Linked DNA regions of Sus scrofa: region 2 is linked to region 1. Evidence: chromatin contacts called from public HiChIP or PLAC-seq data. All regions are on one chromosome and are shown on one strand. The core of a region is the stretch at or near the end of the contact, and the rest is flanking DNA. Distances in the headings are between cores, read along the strand shown. Region 1 holds the start of LAS1L (ribosomal biogenesis protein LAS1L). Region 2 holds the start of MSN (moesin).

Region 1 (2,700 bases), core at 102-2,601:
TACACAGGGACACACAATACCTTCTGCTTCACGTAGCAACCAAAACCAGACTTTGCTTATCATGTGCTACCCCCACACTCCCACCCGCAAAGCCACCCCCTACCCCTACCCATGTAGGTCTTACCTGACCAATGCCATGCCATAGAGCAGTCTAAGTTCATCAGTGCCCAAGCCACCAGTTACATCCATGAGCTTACAGCGTACCAGGTCAGCAGTAGAAGCCACTGCCAGGGGGAGTTCGTTGCCTAACCTAAAGGGCCACAGTCCAGCACCATCATAAAGGTCCCTTATACTGGCCCACCCTCCACCTCAGGGCCTAGGCTTCTGTAGGCTATTCCAATTATATACTGGCTCAAAAGCGTGTGGACAGACACAAATTAAGAAGGTAGGAAGAGGGAGGGTTATGTCCAGCAATTACATACGGCATGAGAGGCTGGTTAAGATATACACAGGATATCTAACTGCTACACAATCAATGAACAATTAAGTTTGGGTACTCCTCTTTCTTTCACCCTGAAACCCTCAACTCATTCAGCTAAAAAAGACCTTATTCTTAGATACATTAACCCCTTATCTGCTCCCAATTGAATCTTACCTTCTGTACTGAAGCACCCCATTCAAATACGGTTTTGCAGGCAAGCTCCCCCAATCCCCACCTTCTTAATTCAAATCAAAAATCCACTCTAGAGTGCTACTCCTTAAGCCCTGGCTGGCTCAGCCACAAGGGTCCCTCCAGCACCCACCCAAAGATGGGAGAAGGTTAGGGATAAAGCTCACTGATTTGACAAAAGGGCTGTCGAGGCACACCCCTTTTCTTTCCGCAAACGGGATTAGTGCCAGAGCTTGGCTGCGACCTTCCCACAGGAACTTGGGAGAGGGGCGATGTTCAAACCACTTGTAGGGGGACGACTAGGCATTTAGAAGATTGGTTAATAAGGCCTTAAGCAAATCCTACAAATGAAGAGGTGAAGTACCACCAGCGCGCTGCAAGGAGGGCTAACTAAGCCTGCCGCCTTACCTGCTTCTCCACACGGTGATGCGGTTCAGCGCGTACCGCTGCAATTTATGGTCGTCACAGAACAGATACACGGTCACCTGATCCCACTCGGCCCTACTGAGCCAAGCGACCACGACACGCTGGGTCCAGAGTGGCGACAACCCTTTCTCTTTGACGGACTTTCCGCACCAAGCACTCCACACGCGATCCATCCCCAGAGGACCCAAACCCGGTTCAGTCCAGGATTCCCACGAGACACCGGGCCGGACGCCAGAAATTGTGCCCCCGCACTCCGAACTAACTTCAGCTCAACGTGCTACCCTCACTCCAGCCCCACCACCAGCCAATGGGAGAGCGTGACCCCGACGCAAGCCCGCCTCCCAGCGTTAGCATAGCAAATCGAAACGCGAGAACTGGAGGCCAACCGAACCGCAAGTTGCGGGAACAGCCTAGCCGAAACGACAGGAAGTGTTCTTTCCTCAAAGCAACCGTATCAGCTGCAGGCGTTAGTCTCAAAGGTTCCGCTAATTTCCTGGTTAAGAGGCTCCTGTCCCAGACCCAGAGGGAGTGCAGGAGGAATTTTAGTTTGCGCTCCTTGGCAGGAGGGGTAGGGATTGCGGTCGTCCAGTGTACTGGAAATGCACTGATGTTTTTTCATTGCTATGAATCAGTTCCTGACTCATAAAACAATATTGACCCTGAAGCAGGACTGCAGAGCAAATATCTAGTATTTTAGAAGTTCCCCTTGTGGCTCAGAGGTAACGAACCCGGCTAGTATCCACGAGGTTTCGGATTCGGGCTTCAATCCCTGGGTGAACCCGAGCTGCTGTGTAGGTAGCAGAAGTAGCTCGGACCTGGCCAGTTGCTGTGGCATGGGCTTGCAGAAGCCGCTGGGATTCAACCCCTAGCCTGGGAACTTCCATATGCCACGGGTGTGGCCCTAAAAAAAATTTTTTTAATAAAAAATAAAATGAAGTATCTAAGTATCTAAAGTTGGGTTAAAAAAAATTGTCTGGTTTTTCACATTTGTACAGGAGGGACTTAGACTGGGTGATCTCTACGTTCTTTTCCAGAGCTGAAAATTGTCAGATTTACTCTGCCAGCATTCCACTGCTATGTTGGTTTCAACATCCACAAAGTTAAACTTAGTTCTTCTGCACAATTCCTTGAGATTCTGGAGTTCAGGGGCGGGGGTGTGTGTGTGGCAATATTATGATTTTACAGGTATGATTTTAGCCCTTCTGATTTTACAGGTTGGCTAAAATATGTTCAAAACTCTGTCCCAATTCTTCTCACAAGAATTATTTTCTGATCTAACACTTGAGAGAACTGTTAATAACACTCTACCAGCATCGCTGGGAGTAACTCTTTTTCACATTACAGCAATAAATTCCAATCCATTCTCCATATGCACTTCTTTCTCCAGCCAGCTTCTCCTAAGATCTAGTCTGCCCACGATTATTGAATGATAGTCATTCTATCCTGAGTAAACATGCCAAGCAGTAGGGCAAGTGTCTTCAAGAAACCAGATAACCTTTCCACATTTGGGATGTTGACTGTGTTCAGGCAAAGACAGGGAAATGACTTATATGACTCTTTAGGATCCAATCCAGTCAAAGGAGCTGCCAGGTCTGCAGGAATCATTCATGAACATTTTGGTGGTTTAGACATTACTTTTGGTTAGTACTTTTCAGGTTAAGGGC
Region 2 (2,700 bases), core at 93-2,592, 130 kb after region 1:
TTCCTTTCTTATCCTTTTATAATGACAGAGTGGGAAAGGACCTTGGAAGCCCAGGAGCCCAGCCCTTTATTTTTACAGAAGGGGAAACTCAAGCCCAGAGGGGGGAAGGGACTTACCCAAAGGCTACACAGTGGTCAGAGAGTGAGTTAATGACAAAGCTATGCTGAAATCCAAGTGTCGAGACCACCCTTTTCAAATATCCTTTTCACTGCCCTGAGGTGGCTCATTGTCTCTGAAGTATATGTTGCCCTATCTCAAAAAGAATACAGACCATGCCTCCGCACAATTTCCAGTGGATAGGGGTAAAAAGGACTATGGCTGGTCAATTTCAAACTAAAACTCAGACTTAACTAGATAACTGTTACAGTCTAGAACATCTCTATCCTGGTATTCTGTGACCTTGACAAGAAGCAGAAAGTGTGCTGGTAGACATATCTCAAAGGAGTGGACTGGTGGGTGCATCTAATCTGGGGGAATTATCAGAAAGTGAATCAGGTATCAGGTGAATGTGTTGGGGGGGGAACTAAAGGATCAGGGCATTGATTTGAAGAAGGTGGAGACTAGGATTTGAAGGAAGGAAAGTGAATAGAGGACAGATATGGGGAAAAGCAGCCAGATTCTGATTTAAAAAATGAGGATTGAGCAAGAATGGAGATGATATATGATGGGAAAAACAATATAGAGTCCCACAGAAGAGAATCAATGAAGTGTTGGAGAAGCTGAGGCAGTTTAGCCAAGAGAAGTTTCAGGGCATATAGGATCTAAGACCTTTGAGGACTTGCTGGGAACAGAAGGGGATTTGTGTGGCCTCAGGGAGCAGAGCTGGAGCCACAGAAAAGAGGAATTCAGACACACGTGGGAAAAACTTTCTGAGAGTCAGAACCATCTTGAGAGGAAACCAAGAGTTTTGCTAGGTAGTGAGCTCCCCATTACTGGAAAGTTGCAGTCAGGGCTGTAAGCCTCTTTCCAGGGTGCGGCCTAGGGCCTGGCCCTACTTGGAGGTGGGGCGGGATGGCCCGGATGCGGAGGGTCAGGGGCTGTGAAGGGGGTGGGAGAGGGGCAGGCGGACTCTGGTTCGGGTGGGAGCTCCCACTGGAACGCTCAGGTCCAGCCTAGCCCCCAAGTAGCTGGTGTGGCCCGACTGGGCTGGGCTGGGCTGGGCGGGGCGAGGCCAGCGGCCGACGAGAAGGCGGGCGCGAGGGCGGAGAGCGGCGCGGAAGCTCGGCCACATAAAGGAGCGGGCGGCGCGACGGGGGTGGCTCTTTCCTGGGTGGGGTTTGTGAAGTCGTGGCCCGTTAGCAGGAAGCGGAGCAGTCGCCCCGACGCTAGCGAGAGGCCCAATCCGAGCCCCCAGTGTTTGGAGTCCGAGCCTTGTGTACTGCGTGCTCAGTGCCGCCCGACAGCTCCCAGCCAAACTTCGCCAACTCCGCCGCCTTTGCCGCCACCATGCCCAAGACGGTGAGTGCCCAGGGTGGGCGCTGCCGGCCCTGGGGGGGAGGTGCTCTTGCGGAGCCTGGTGGCCCCTGCCTGACGGCCCTGGTCTTGGCCAGCCACCCGCCGGCTCGAGGTGCCGCGCCCTCCGCAGTGGCCTGGAGTCGGGAGGGGCGGGGGTGGAGTCCGGGTCCGGCGCGCCGTCGCCGTAAGGGGGTCTAGGGATAGAAGCACGAGCCGGGCGGGGCCGACCTCTTTCTCAGATTACAGTTCCTTGTGTATGCAGTGCGACAGTTAGTGAAGGCTTCTTTGGGGGCCCAACGTCTCCTTTTACTCCTGAGGGGCCCTGGGTACAGGGGAGAGGACTCTAGTCCGAAGGAGGACCCTTACCCAGTCCAGGAATTGGTGCATTTATGAAGCAAGTCTGCCACTGCCCAGGAGGGGCCATGGGAACTAAGAAGCAAGGAGGAGTGTGGGAGCTGCTCAGTGCATCCCCAAACCCCCACTCACCTTTCCCACAGCTTCCCCAGGCAGCTTCAGATGTTTCCCACTAGAGGGGGAAGAGAAAGTTGTGGACAGACTCATTGAGGCCTCTTGCTTTTACCTGGGAAAGCTAACATTTCACTAGGCACCAGTCTGAAGGAAGGTCTGCTCTATCTCCTGTGGGGGCGGGGAGGGGGGGGGCGGAGAGGACTGGTTTCTTCCTCCTCTCCACTGCTAAATCGTCTTTCTCATTGCTTACTGGCTCTCTATCCACTCTGGACTGTTCTGTGAGGTGTGGAATCTCCTGTGGGGCCACACCTTTCTAGAGTGGTGGTAGCTTCTAGGATCTGGTCTCCACCCCACTGGCTGTTGTGAGAAGAGCAGAAGCCTCCTGGGAGTGGGGCCTATGGGGCCGGATGCCCAGAAGGGAGGGGAGGAGGGGTGTGCTTGAATAATGAGCCCTGCTTGCTTTTGTGCAAGTCATGCCAAATGCCTGTTGAGGCCTTTCCCTTGCTCAGGAAGGCAGGGTGACCATCCTGGCTTGAGTCCCTTAGGCCAAGTAGCTTGTTACACTGGTTTAGGCAATGCAGTTCCCCCTGACCCCTCTCCCTAGGGCTGCCTGAGCCTTTTAGAGCTAAGATAGTGACTGGTAGTCTTGAGAAGGTCTGAGAGCCCCTGGAAAAGAGGAGTGGGGGCCTGGTTCTTTGGGCGTGTGCTGAGCTTTGGTTGCCACGATGCTGTGTTCCAGCCTTACTGCCAAGTCATTCTTGCCTTTCCAGAACCCTG

What was found. HiChIP or PLAC-seq counts read pairs in DNA pulled down with a chosen protein or histone mark.
Region 2: a contact with region 1 is called in an H3K27ac HiChIP or PLAC-seq map of alveolar macrophages. The contact joins the promoter of MSN here to the promoter of LAS1L in region 1. A contact is called at or near these places in 1 of 47 Hi-C or Micro-C datasets (embryonic fibroblasts) and 1 of 2 datasets of contacts at active chromatin or transcription factors (alveolar macrophages).

The regions. Positions count from the first base shown.
Region 1 is chrX:51,772,065-51,774,764 of Sscrofa11.1, forward strand. LAS1L (ribosomal biogenesis protein LAS1L) reads right to left here and starts at 1,352. Exons shown (of 13, transcript XM_021080068.1): 1 at 1,019-1,352. The coding sequence starts at 1,209.
Region 2 is chrX:51,901,863-51,904,562 of Sscrofa11.1, forward strand. It overlaps MSN (moesin), which reads left to right and starts at 1,343. Exons shown (of 13, transcript NM_001009578.1): 1 at 1,343-1,458. The coding sequence starts at 1,447.